2 separate regions of the Macaca mulatta genome follow, and region 1 is linked to region 2. Evidence: chromatin contacts called from public Hi-C data. All regions are on one chromosome and are shown on one strand. The core of a region is the stretch at or near the end of the contact, and the rest is flanking DNA. Distances in the headings are between cores, read along the strand shown.

The links. Hi-C and Micro-C count contacts between places; a contact is called where the count stands out from the background.
Region 1: a Hi-C map of liver shows a contact between it and region 2, with 2.3 times the contacts expected there. The contact joins the promoter of LOC106993594 here to the promoter of LOC106993593 in region 2. A contact is called at or near these places in 2 of 14 Hi-C or Micro-C datasets (blood and liver).

The regions. Positions count from the first base shown.
Region 1 is chr15:18,313,588-18,319,034 of T2T-MMU8v2.0, forward strand. LOC106993594 (chromosome 15 C9orf106 homolog) reads right to left here and starts at 1,587. Exons shown (of 4, transcript XM_015116646.3): 1 at 1,208-1,587; 2 at 1,079-1,206; 3 at 948-1,076; 4 at 657-945. The coding sequence starts at 1,449. The coding sequence ends at 773. LOC144335069 (a long non-coding RNA gene) reads right to left here and starts at 2,259. Exons shown (of 5, transcript XR_013405509.1): 1 at 2,219-2,259. LOC144335056 (a long non-coding RNA gene) reads left to right here and starts at 3,403. Exons shown (of 11, transcript XR_013405495.1): 1 at 3,403-3,589; 2 at 3,709-3,829.
Region 2 is chr15:18,135,983-18,141,987 of T2T-MMU8v2.0, forward strand. LOC106993593 reads right to left here and starts at 1,557. Exons shown (of 3, transcript XM_077967900.1): 1 at 584-1,557. The coding sequence starts at 1,542. The coding sequence ends at 793. All of the region lies in intron 6 of LOC114672715 (a long non-coding RNA gene), which reads left to right.

The DNA of each region.
Region 1 (5,447 bases), core at 337-2,836, 180 kb after region 2:
ATTCTGACAGTTGTAAGGAAATAACACAGGGATTAAATAATTCCTTTCTTGGGTGGGGTTCAGGGTGGGCATCCGAGTCAAGGCTGAGTCTAGCATGGACCCCGGGGTGAGCGCTCAGTCGGCGGAAGCTGCTTCTGCAGCTGCAGAAGTTCTATTAACATCACCTGTGTAAAACGGGGCTGCCTTGGGGGCCAGTCTCATCACGGTGTCACGCTCAGAAAAACACCAGTCTGACATCCCCAAATCACTGAAAAGCAGTTTAAATCTTCCCGAAATCTTTCAAAGAGACACCAAAGGGGAATTCCTTTGCGTACCACACACAAAAGACATTTTCCAGCCTCTCTGCTGGGAGGTCTCATGGTAGCTGCCTCGGGAATATCTCCCTTCCCACTCCCTCCTTTTTATCCTTATCAGAGAGGTGGGAGCGCTGGGCCTGGTCCCAGGAGACAGGGGACTGGCCTGGATCCAGCCTCTGTCCTCCCTAGCTGTGGGGTCCTGGGTGCGTTGCTTAACTACTCTGTGCCTCAGTTTCCTCATCTGCAAATCACAGATAGCAATCGCACCGCCTGCAGGGGGCTCTTGTGGGAATTCTAGGAAATAATCCCCATGAAATACATGAGAGAGGCAGGCACACAGCTAGACGATTGACGTGTGAGCTACTAACACGATCTCTCTCTGCCCCCCTCACCCACCTCTCCTTTGCACCCACCTCAGTCAGGAGTTCTGGGCGGCGCCTCCTATAGGTCAGTGTGGGTTTTCTAGGTCCCACCGCTCAGCGGCAGCTCGACCCACTGTCCCAGACAGCACAGGCAAAAGGCCAGGGCTGGCCAGGCAGAACTGGGAACTATCTTAGGAGGGGACAACAGGGCCTGGGACCATGCTTATCCCTGCCCCCTCTAAGGTTGCATCCTCTCTTAGGTGGCACACATAAAGGGCAGTGTCCCTGGGCATCAGTGCTCTGAGGGCAGAACCAAGCGAATGCCCTCTTAGGGCCTGTCGATGTGCTGGGGAAACGTGGCTCCCCACCCATGAAGCTGCTGCTTGCTCCAAGCCTGGGTGCCCTGGCCAAGGTGGCCACAGAGCAGAGGATTCAGATGTCTCACTTCCTGAGGGGCTCCAGGCCGGGCCCTGGCAACACAGCTGTGAACAGCCATGTGGTTCCTGCCCTTGTGGAGCTCACAGCCCTGTCTGCAAAGCAGGCAATCGGCCTGAGCATGGGGTGCGAAACCCAGAGTGGGCAGAAGAGGATGGGCTGGGCAACAGAGAGGGCTTCCCAGGGAAAGAGGCACTGAAGGGAAGGGTTTGCGTAGGAAGAAAAGGGGTTCCAGGCAGAGGCCACAGCCTGGGCAAGGGCCTGGAAGAGAAAAGTGGTGGGTTCGAGGGGCTGCAGGTGTCCTCACCCACCTCCCCCAACAGATGCGGTTTATTGCTCAAGGCCACATACGCCATCTCACGTGGTCCCCACTGCCACCTGGAGAGGTCAGAGGGCAGGAACTCTTATTCCCAGTTCACACTGGGACAATTCCCAGCTGGACTAGAACCCCGATTTCCTGACTCCTGGCTCAGGTGAAAGAGCCAACATAAGGCTGGGCCCACAGCAGCCCTGGCATTTGACCAGCAGTCAGGTGGACCCAATTTTCATCACTTCCCTTTAACAGATGAAGAAATTGAGGCTTAGGGAGGGCACAACACCCCTCAACTGCCACAGTTTTTGTCTCTCTCGGGGCCCCAGGACAAGCCTGAGGTGCAGAAAAGCCCTCCCTGGGTGGGGCAAGAAACAGAGCTGGGAACAGGGGTGACTTGGGGTGAAGGAAGGAGGGGAGCGAGGATGGGTTTTGGAAATCCACACCGGGCGGGGAAAGGCGAAGGAATGTGGGTGAGACGGGGTGCGCCGGTCCCGGAGGGGCCCAGGGCCTCAGGCAGCCCCCTCCCTCCCTGCCTCCCAGGTAAGACCCTAGCTTCGCGGAAGAAAACATCCCTCAGGTGGGCGGGGAGGAGGGCCACCGCCTCCTGGCCACCCAATCAGAGACATTCCCAGTCTGATGGCGGAGGCCGCCAGGGCCAAGGGCTCGCAGGGCCTTCCCCGGGGAGCCCCCGAGACCTGCCCCGGACTCGGAGGCCCACCGCCCACCGCCCGCCCCCAGCCTCATTAGCACCGACACCCGTCGTCCTCCCCTCGGTTTCCGATGGCTCCAGAATTTAAAGGTTAAATCCTAACCTCGTCTCAGCAGTTTCTCCCGGCTTTGCCTACCCAGCGCCAGTTGCTGGTAATTATATGCATCTCCGAGCAGCCAATCAGCTGTCAGACTGACAGATACTGATCTTTTCGTTTTATTTTTAGCTCTGTGCTTCCCCCTCTAGTTGCAAAAAAAAATTCTGTTTGTTCTGTGCGCTGCTGCCTCGCTTCCAGCCCTGCAGCCGGCTCTCATCTCCGCCAGCCAGGCGGGAGCAGGCAGCCGCCGGGGCTGGAGCCTGCGGTCCCCGCCCGAAAGCGGGGAACAGAACGTGCCCGCCGCCCCCGAGCTGCGGACCGCCCTGCCCAGAGCAGCCCCCAGGGAAGGGAGGAGGCCGGGGCGCTGCGGGCACCTTGGATGCAAACACCAGAGGGGCTGTGCTCGGTCTTGGGGGCCACGCATGGGAGGAAGCAAGCCCGTACCTGCGGGCTGGGGGCTGAGAGAGAAAGACACACAGAGACAGCGAGAGACAGAGAGACGTGCACAGGCAGAGACAAGCTAGACTGAGGGCGGAGGGGGAAAAGACAAGCACGTTCCCCCCTGGAAGCATTCGTCCCCCATCCCCAGGAACAGAAGAGGGCAGGAGCGGCCTCAGCCCCGCCCTGGAGTGGGGCTCAGAGGGGAGTTTCCAGCCCCAGGCCCCCCAGGGCTCAGGCCGGGAACCTGGGCCGCCCCTCCCAGGCCTGGTGCCTCATCTGCCACTGAAGGCCGAGTGAAGTGCTCTTCAGGATCATTTGCGAGTTGTTCTGGAAGGTTCTGTGGGCCTTCCTGGAGGCTGGCAGGTGTAGGGGCCTGGCGGGAGGGAGGCCCCTAGTCCTACAGCTTCTCTGGAGGGAGAGGCAGCGACTGAGGGCCAGGAAAGCTCTTAGGTCCCAGTGAGTCTCGCAGACAGTGGAGGGGTCTGATCCAGGGGGGCCGGCGCTGAAGAGCTATGGGAGTGATTGTGAAGTTTCCTTCCATCCTCGCAGCTCTCTAGTTTGCAAATTGTTCGCTTTGCCCCAGTGGCCTCTGCTTCTGCCCCATAGTTAGCTCCAGAATGGAGTGAAATAGGGGTCTGGGAGGCCTGATGAGGCTCACCTGTTTTCTGATGGACCCTGGGGCTGGCGTGGGGGGAGTGTCACCTAATGGTTCCGGCGTCGAGGCACAACTCACCTGGTTCAAGCCCCAGAGCTGCTGTTTACCAGATCTGCGACCCTGAGTGAATGACTTGAGCCCTCTTGGCCCCACTGTCCCCACTGGGAAGGTGGGCCCCCACCCCACCGCGCACCCCACAGGGTGGCTCGAGGCCAGAAGTCACTCTGTCTGGGCGCTGCTCCCGGCCCCGGCATCCACAGGCCCGGCACACTTGTGAGCAGGTATTATTAGCTTCTCCGTTTTGCGGATGGGGAAACTGAGGTTCATGTGACTTGTAATTGGCAGAACTGGGACTAGAAACACCCCCCCACTTTTGGCTTCCTTTTCTCTGACACCACAGATGGCGCGCTGAGAAAAAAAGAGAAGAGCGGGAGAAGGGAATTAGGAGCCTGAGAGAGATGGAGGGAGGCAGAAGCGCCGTGATCAATTACTTGGGCTATAAATTTCTGCTGTTTTGCAAAGTGAGCACACAACCTCCGAGAGGCAGAGCTCCCTGGGCAGGCTCTGGAGAAACCAAACAGAGCCAAGCCCCGCAGCAGGTGCTTTTGACGGTGGGAACCGGGGAGGGAGATGGGTCGAGCCCAAGGGTGGGTGGGACAAGCTGGGGGTACAGCAGAGGGGGCCAGGGGAGGGCCAGGGGAGAGGAAGGAAACCCGAGTGTCAGTGAGCTTGGGAGCTGTGGGAGCCCCCTGGGGAGGGAGCGGCCTCGTGCCCCCTCCCCAGCATTGTCTCCCACTGCTGGGGGGTGGGAGAACCAGGCCTGGGCATAAGATCGTGGCCCCCTGCCACTGCATTCGAAGCTGGTACAGGGCGGGGGCGACGGGATGCAGGAAGCCTTTGAACCTCACCTTCCTCATCTGTAAAATGGGGATACTGACGACATCCATCCTCAGGGATTGGTATCTAGGGTATAAGTGGCTTAGCATGGGGCCTGGCACACAGCAAGGAGCGTTGTTGTTGTAAATTTTTTGGAAGATTATCAAGGACAGAAGGGTTTGGTAGCTGGTGGTTTGGAGACCAATTTAATTATTTAAAAGCTGGACAGTGGTCCTCCCTAGGAGGAAGGATGATGGAGTTTCCCACAGTGGGGATAGGTTGGGCAGGGCATTAGACCTGTCTCTTGGTCTCCCAGCCATGGAGGGGCTGGGGACAGGGACCAGAATGCTGTGTGTAGCTGGGAAAAGAGGCCAGAGCCAGCTGCCCAGCCTGTGATTCCTGGGTTCCACCTTCCTGGATACCTGCAGTGGCTCACTTAGGAAATGAGCCAGAAGCAGAGGCCAGCTTCTCTCTCTGGAATCCAAGTGCCCCAAGGAACATGGGATCCTGGGAGCAACTCCCTCAGGGCCTTGCACGCTGTGGAACTGCAAAGAACTTAGCGTTCCAGGAGTGGCCCCTATGTGCTCAACCTTCTGCTGTGCAGGAGGAAGTTCACAGTGAGCCAGCTCAGGCCCTGCCCACAGGGAGCAATTTGTCAGAGAGAAGGGAAAAAAATAGATATCCCTGACCCCTGAACCTTGGTCTTTCAACCCCAGACAATGGTCAAAGTAAATGGGAGGCCACAGGATGGAAGAGGAAGGCCACAGACTACAGACCCGAGGAACGAGGAAAGCAGGGGTGGGAACCTGAGGGCAAGGGGTGAAGCCCAGAGTCACCGTAAATCAGAGCCCCAGAGAAGATGCCCTGAGGTTCAGGCAGGCACTAGGCTCAGGGCCAGAGGCAGACACTCTCCAGCTTCAGGGATCCCAGGCCAAAGGTACTGGAGGAGCTCTCTATTTTAAAGGAGCCCTAAGATGGATTCCTTTTCAGTGGAAAAGCACCTCCCCTGGATGGGGATGATGAAAATGTTGACTTAGTCATAACAAATGTTAAGAAACAGCTCCCGAAGAAAAGTTTATTTCTTGCTTGCATTATAGTCTCCTGGGGGCTGGTGGAGGGAGGGGCAAGGGCTCTGCTCCATGTGGTCACTCAGGGGCCCAGGCCCCTTCACCCCGTGACCCTGTCATCACCTAAGGCCTTATCCTCCTCTGCCGTAACCATGTGGGAGAAGAAAGAGGGAGCGTGGAGGATAGCATGGAAGGA
Region 2 (6,005 bases), core at 307-2,806:
GGGGTGGGGGGTGAGCCTGGACCGGGCAGGTGCTGGGTGGAGGTGGGGGAGTGAGAGCCAGAGCTTTCAACCAAGCCTCTGGGAGGCTGCAGGGCCTGGGATCCCAGACCCGAGCCTGATCCCTGCTCAGCTCAAGAGCTGTTGCCGGAAGGTTCTTAGTTTCCCCTCAGTAAACTGGGGCTCAGGAGATTTCTGGAGCACTTGCTCTGTATAACTGGGCAAGGGCTGGGCAGGCATTTCCAGCATGAACACGTCTTCCCAGGCCCACTGGCTGGAGGGCACCGAGGGGTGAGGGTGACCTGAGGGTGAAGTCTGGGCCTGGAGAGGCCATAGAGGGAGTGAGGACAGCTCCTGCCAGAAACAGGGGAGGGGTGTTTGAGACCTTGAAGGGTGGGACCGTGACGGTGGTGACCGTGGAAGGGGTCCGGGTTCGGGTCCCACGGGGGGTCAGAGGAAAGGAGCTGGAAGCAGGAGCCAGAATTTGAACCCAGGTGGTCTGACTCCAAGAGGGCCCTCTCACCTGACTTCAACAGTGACCTTAGTGGCTTCAACAGTGACCCCAGTAGTGACAATAGTGACTCACCTGCCCCATGGGCTTGAAACTGCGATGGTTGTGCTCTCCTTTGACCCTGTATCCTGGGGGACTCCACACGGTCATTATATTGTTACTGCGCCTTTTTAGAGATGAGAAAACTGTGGCCAGAAGCAGAGTGGCCTGACCAGGGCTCCAGCCCCCCAGTCCTGCCACAGATGATGTGGGGCGGTTTTCTCAGCACAGGCTGGAAAGCTTTCTTAGGTAACACGTGGAAGGCAGCGTGTGACCCGGCAGAAAGGAACTGTAATTCCGGGTGGCTGTACGACCTTGGACAGTCCTTTTCCCATCTCTGGGCCTCGATTTACCCAACTGTACAATTCGCCCCGTGAGTCTAGGAAGATTCGCTGAGCGTCTGCCAACTGGCAGATGAGGAAACCGAAGTTCAGAGAGTTGAAAGCACAGAGTTGCCTCAGGTCAGGCGGCCGGCACAAGGTGGCGCCGGCTTCGAAGCCGGATTCCGAGGGCGAGCCCTGCCCTCGGCCCCCAGCGGTGTTGTCCTGCCCCCAGGGGGCAGCGGCGCGGGGCCGTTCCAGGCCCTGCCAGCCTGACGTCAGGCCCGGCCGGCGGGGCCTCGCTCTGCACAAACAGACGCCGCAGGCCAGCGTCGGGGCCGGGGGCGGCGATGACTCAGGGCCCCGAGACGGGCCGGGAAGCGGAAAGTTGTGTGCAGATGACATCAGCCGGCCGCGAGGGCGGGAGGGGGCCGGCTCCGGGAAACGGCGGCCTGGCGGGCGGCCCGGCCAGGGATAGGGCGCGGAGGGGCGGCCGCGGGGCGGGGGCGGGAACACCGGGACGGGGCGCTCGGAACCACGAAAAATGTCCCCCCCTCCCGCCCGCCCCGGACCCAGGCCCCGGAGCCCGGCCCCGCTTTTCGCCGGCGAGGAGCCGGCTCCACCCGCCTGCAAAGACGCCGCGCTCCCCCGCGCTCCGGAGGCAGCCGCATCCATCCTGCTGCGTGCCTGCATTTTAATTACCGCCGCATTAATATTCATGAGCCAGGACTCGAGGGGGACCGCGGGCTGTCATTTCCCTCGCCCGCCCTCCCCCCACCGCACCCCTCTTCCTGGGCTGAGTCTTGGGCTTTTTTCTTCCCGTTCCCAACCCCGCTCGCACCAACCGTTGGTGCTCAGCAGATTTCGGGGAGCGGGGTGGTGTGTGAGCATGAGTGTGAGCGAGTGTGAGTGGGGAGGGCGCAGGGTGGGGGCCGAGTGTGAGTCTGTGCCTACGTCTGTGTGCCTGTGCCTACGTGCCTATGCGTGCCTGTGTGACTGTCGGCAGTCCCAGGGCCGTGTGTGCACGTCTCTGATGTGTCTGTGGGGCTTGGAGAGGGGCCAAAGCCTGTCCAAGTTAGCAGGGCCTGACTGTACAAATGGGGAAACTAAGGCCTGGAGAGAGGCTGTGCCTTGTCCAAAGCCACCCCATAGGTCAGCAGCACAGGGGAGCGGGAGACCAGGGTCCTGCGTTTGGCAGGCTCTGCTCCCGGCTCTCCCGTGCTGTTGTTTGTAACAATGGCAGACAGGATGTGCTGAGCGGGCACCTCTTATGTGTCCTTCCCAGCAAACCTGTGCAGCACGTGGTCCTATCCGTGCCCCGTGCAGATGGGGAAACTGAGGCAACTGGTCCAGCCAATGAGGGGTGAACTGGAGCCCAGAAGTGTCTGAATCCTAAGTCCCTGGGTTTAACAGCCCCACTGTGGTGCCTCCAGGGGAATTGTGGAGTGTCCTCACTGGGGTGATCTGGGGGTACCTGGAAGCTCCTGGGTGCCCGGGCATCAGCGGGGATGTTTCCCCAGAACAGCCCACCTTCTGTTTCCCTCCCAAGTGAGTCATCGGATAGGGCTGCCTTCTTGTGGCTTTCCCAGTCCCCCTCCGTCCCCTCCCCATCCCTGAAGCCTCCCAGGGGCCACCCTGCACACCACACCTTGCTCCCTGGGCCTGAGGTCAGGCAATCATTCATTCATTCATCCAACAAATCCTTCAGTGCCAGTCACTGTGCTAGGCACTGGGGATTCTCTGCTTCCCACTCTGGTCATCTCTACCTGGCCTAGGCGCCTCCAGGCCCACAAGGGGGCTGTTCACCTCTGTGTGTGAATGCTCACTAGGGGTGGGGGACTAGGGGCACCTGTGCACAAAAGACAGCTCTCACCCAGCCTTGCCGCAGAGGTCTGGGGTGCCCACATTCGGTGGCCAGAAAGGGGCTGCGATCATCTTAGGGTTGACGGGGCGGTGGCCACACTAGGCAGCCTGAATCTTTGCTTCTCTCTCCTGCAACTTGTCCTCCTCTGGCCGCCAATCTAAATAACCCCAGAGGCTGGTCAGCCTGCCTTGCCCTGGGTTGAGCCAAGGCCATCCTCCCTCTCACGTCCAGCCGAGAATAGGCGGACTGTTCCCTCGTCTCTGCCCACACAGGGCTGGGCTGGAAGTCGTGTCCCAGCCATGTCCCCTGAGCCTTTTCTCCCCTCCCTTTGGGAGCTCCACAGGAACACAGAGAAGAGGACAGGGGTGCAGCCAGAGGACTTGGGAGAGGAAGCAATAATTTATTTACCTTCACCGGTTAAATAGGAGTTTGCCTAGGAGAGGCGGCCCAAGGACGGGGGACTAGCTCAGAGGCGCGCCCACCTGCAGCCCCCATTCTATAACAGGAACCAGAGCAGGCCAAAGGCAAGAGACCTGGGGAGACTGGGAGGACGGATTTTCTCCTAAAGGGCCTGAGGCAGTACAGCCTAGTGGTCCGGTCCGCACCCCTGGGTGGGTCCATCCTGGGTGAGAATCCCCCTCCCTCCTCACTGTGAGGGCCTCTATTTCCTGATCTGCAAAACTGGGAAAATAACTTTTTTTTTTTTCAGGTTTATATTCAGATCAAGAGACACTGCCCATACAGCACCTAGCACGGTGGCTGGGGCTCTTTCATAGGGTGATCTGTCCTCAAGGACATAGGGAGGCCTCTGGAATCACTGTCCCCATTTGGCCCAGAATGGGATTTAAGGATCAGTCTGTGTCCCACAGTCTAACCCATGGGGAGGAGTTTGGTAGGGACAGACTGCTGGGAGGAGGGGGAACAGCCTGAAACTGTCATGGGTCAGGCAAGGCTCAGGCTCTAGGTAAGAGAGGGATCTCAGAGGCCCCACGGCCCTGCCTGCTGGGCTCCGTGTAGACCTGCCAGATGGCCCATCACCCAAACAGCCAGAGCCGCAGTGAGAGGGGCAGCCTGGCCCGCCAGCTCCTGGCTCCCTTCTGCTGCCTGTGTCTCTTTGCCTCCTGGCTCCCCTCTGTCTTTTGAAAATGTCCTCCCTTCTTTTGTTAGAATAGTCATACCTGTACATGGCAAACACACACACACACACACACACACACACAAACACGAAACCTTTTTTTTTTTTTTAAAGGAAGCACTGTAAAAGTTCATGCAATACATCCTGACGCTGTCATTCCAGGTTTCGTGTACATTTCCAGGATATTTTTCTGCCTACAGAGCTGTCTTTGTAAAACTTCCATAGGATGACATCCACCTCTGCTCAAAGGCCTTCAATGGCTCCCCGTTTTCATAAAGCAAGGTAGCTTCCTCCAGACTTCGCAGCCTGGCCCAGGTTTGGCAACACCATTCTCCTTCCTCTCCCCATTACCCTCCCTGACGCTGGGCTGCGGGGCCTTCCTCAGAGCGTGGCCTCCTCTCCTGCCACCATGCCTTTGGCTTTGCTGTGCAGACCTCTGGGAATGGCCTGGTGCCTTCCACTGAGATTTCTCAAGACCAGCCTTTGCTGTCCCCCAGCCTCCGTGCCTCCTCCCCCAGATCTCTCCCCTCCCCATTCCTTAACACCAAAACCCACCTCTCTCTCTTCCGGTGCCCTCAGGACTGATGGGCGTCTCTAGGGTGCTGCTTTTCACATCTAACTCTCAGGAGCGCCTCATCCAATCTTGTGTCCCCACTCAGCTATGAGCATCTCAAAGGCTGGGGTCCTGGCATCTTTATTTTTGTTGCCACCTAACTTGATGCCCTGCACATAGTAGGCACTTTAAAATGTTATATTTAAAAAAATTAAAGTTGCCCTTCCTTCCCTCCTTCCTTCCTTCATTTTTTTTTTTTCAGAGTCTTATTCTGTTGCCCAGGCTGTATGGAGTGCAGGGGCGCAATCATGGTTCACTGCAGCCTTGACCACCCTAGACTCAGGTGATCCTCCCACCTCAGCCTCCTGAGTAGCTGGGACTACACGTGCGCTCCACCAGGCCTGGTGGAGCATTTTCATATTTTTGTAGAGATGAGGTTTCGCCACGTTGTCCAGGCTGATCTCAAACTCCTGGGCTCAAGTAAGCCTCCAGCCTCAGCCTACCAAAGTGCTGGGATTACAGGCATGAGCCACTACACCCTGCCTACTTTTCTTTAGAGATTCAGACTCTAAGCCAGCAAATGAGGGTTGAATCGTGACTCTATCATTTCCTAGCTGTGTGTCCTTGAGAAAGTGAATCAACCTCTCTGAGCCTCAGTTACCTCATCTGGAAAAGAAAGTTAATAATAAAATCTCCCTTCGTGAGTAACAGTGGTAACGGTGCATGTAAAACATCTAGCACTAGCCCGGGGCAGAGAGTAGCCAGCAAGCTCTGATGTTACTCAGTTTTGTCTTACTCAGTCTCATTCAGACTTGTCCAAAGTCACCTGTCCAGTTTGGGGCAATGCTGGGACGCTCCCACTGTCTCTTCCCCCTTCAATGCTACTTCCCTGTAGCGGGAGAGGGTTCCAGGCCATTGTCTCTGTTTTGCAGAGAAGGAGAACCAGGTTCAGAGAGGTTGAGTTGCTCACCTAGGGTCACACGGCCCTGAGAACAAAGCAAGGGTCTGTTTGTTTGCTAAGTTCCCGGTGAGTTCTTCAGGTTGCTCAGGATAGGGAAAACCTCAGTGAGACCCACCATCCTTGCGGAGGGGCTCATATTCCTGTGGCCAAGAACTGGCAAGGTGGGTTCCTCAGGGGCCAGGGAGTCGCCACAAGTGCTCTAAGTGGGACATCACTAAGACAAACAGCATTTCCTGGGTGCTTTCCCCAGGCAGGGAGCTGTGTTAAGTGTTCATGGGCATAGCTTCCTTCCATCCTCACAGCAACCCTGCTATCCTGCATTCCAAGGGTGGGTGCTCACTGAGATCCCGGGTAGGGGCTAAAGGAGGCATGGCGCCAGCACCTGAACCCTGATCTCGCTCCTACCCTGAGCCTCTGTGGACCACCGAGGACAATGGGCTTTAGCCTGTGCTGTATCAGCGCTGGAACTCAGCAGGAGACCAGGCTCCACCCCCAACGCCCCCAACCCAAGTTGGGGGTGCTGCTTGGGTCTCATAGAACATCTGGGGGTCCCCCCCCCGGCCCTGGCCCCACAGAGCCGACCCAGCTGCGTCTCTGAGCCGCACCCAAAATCTTCCCAGCTTTG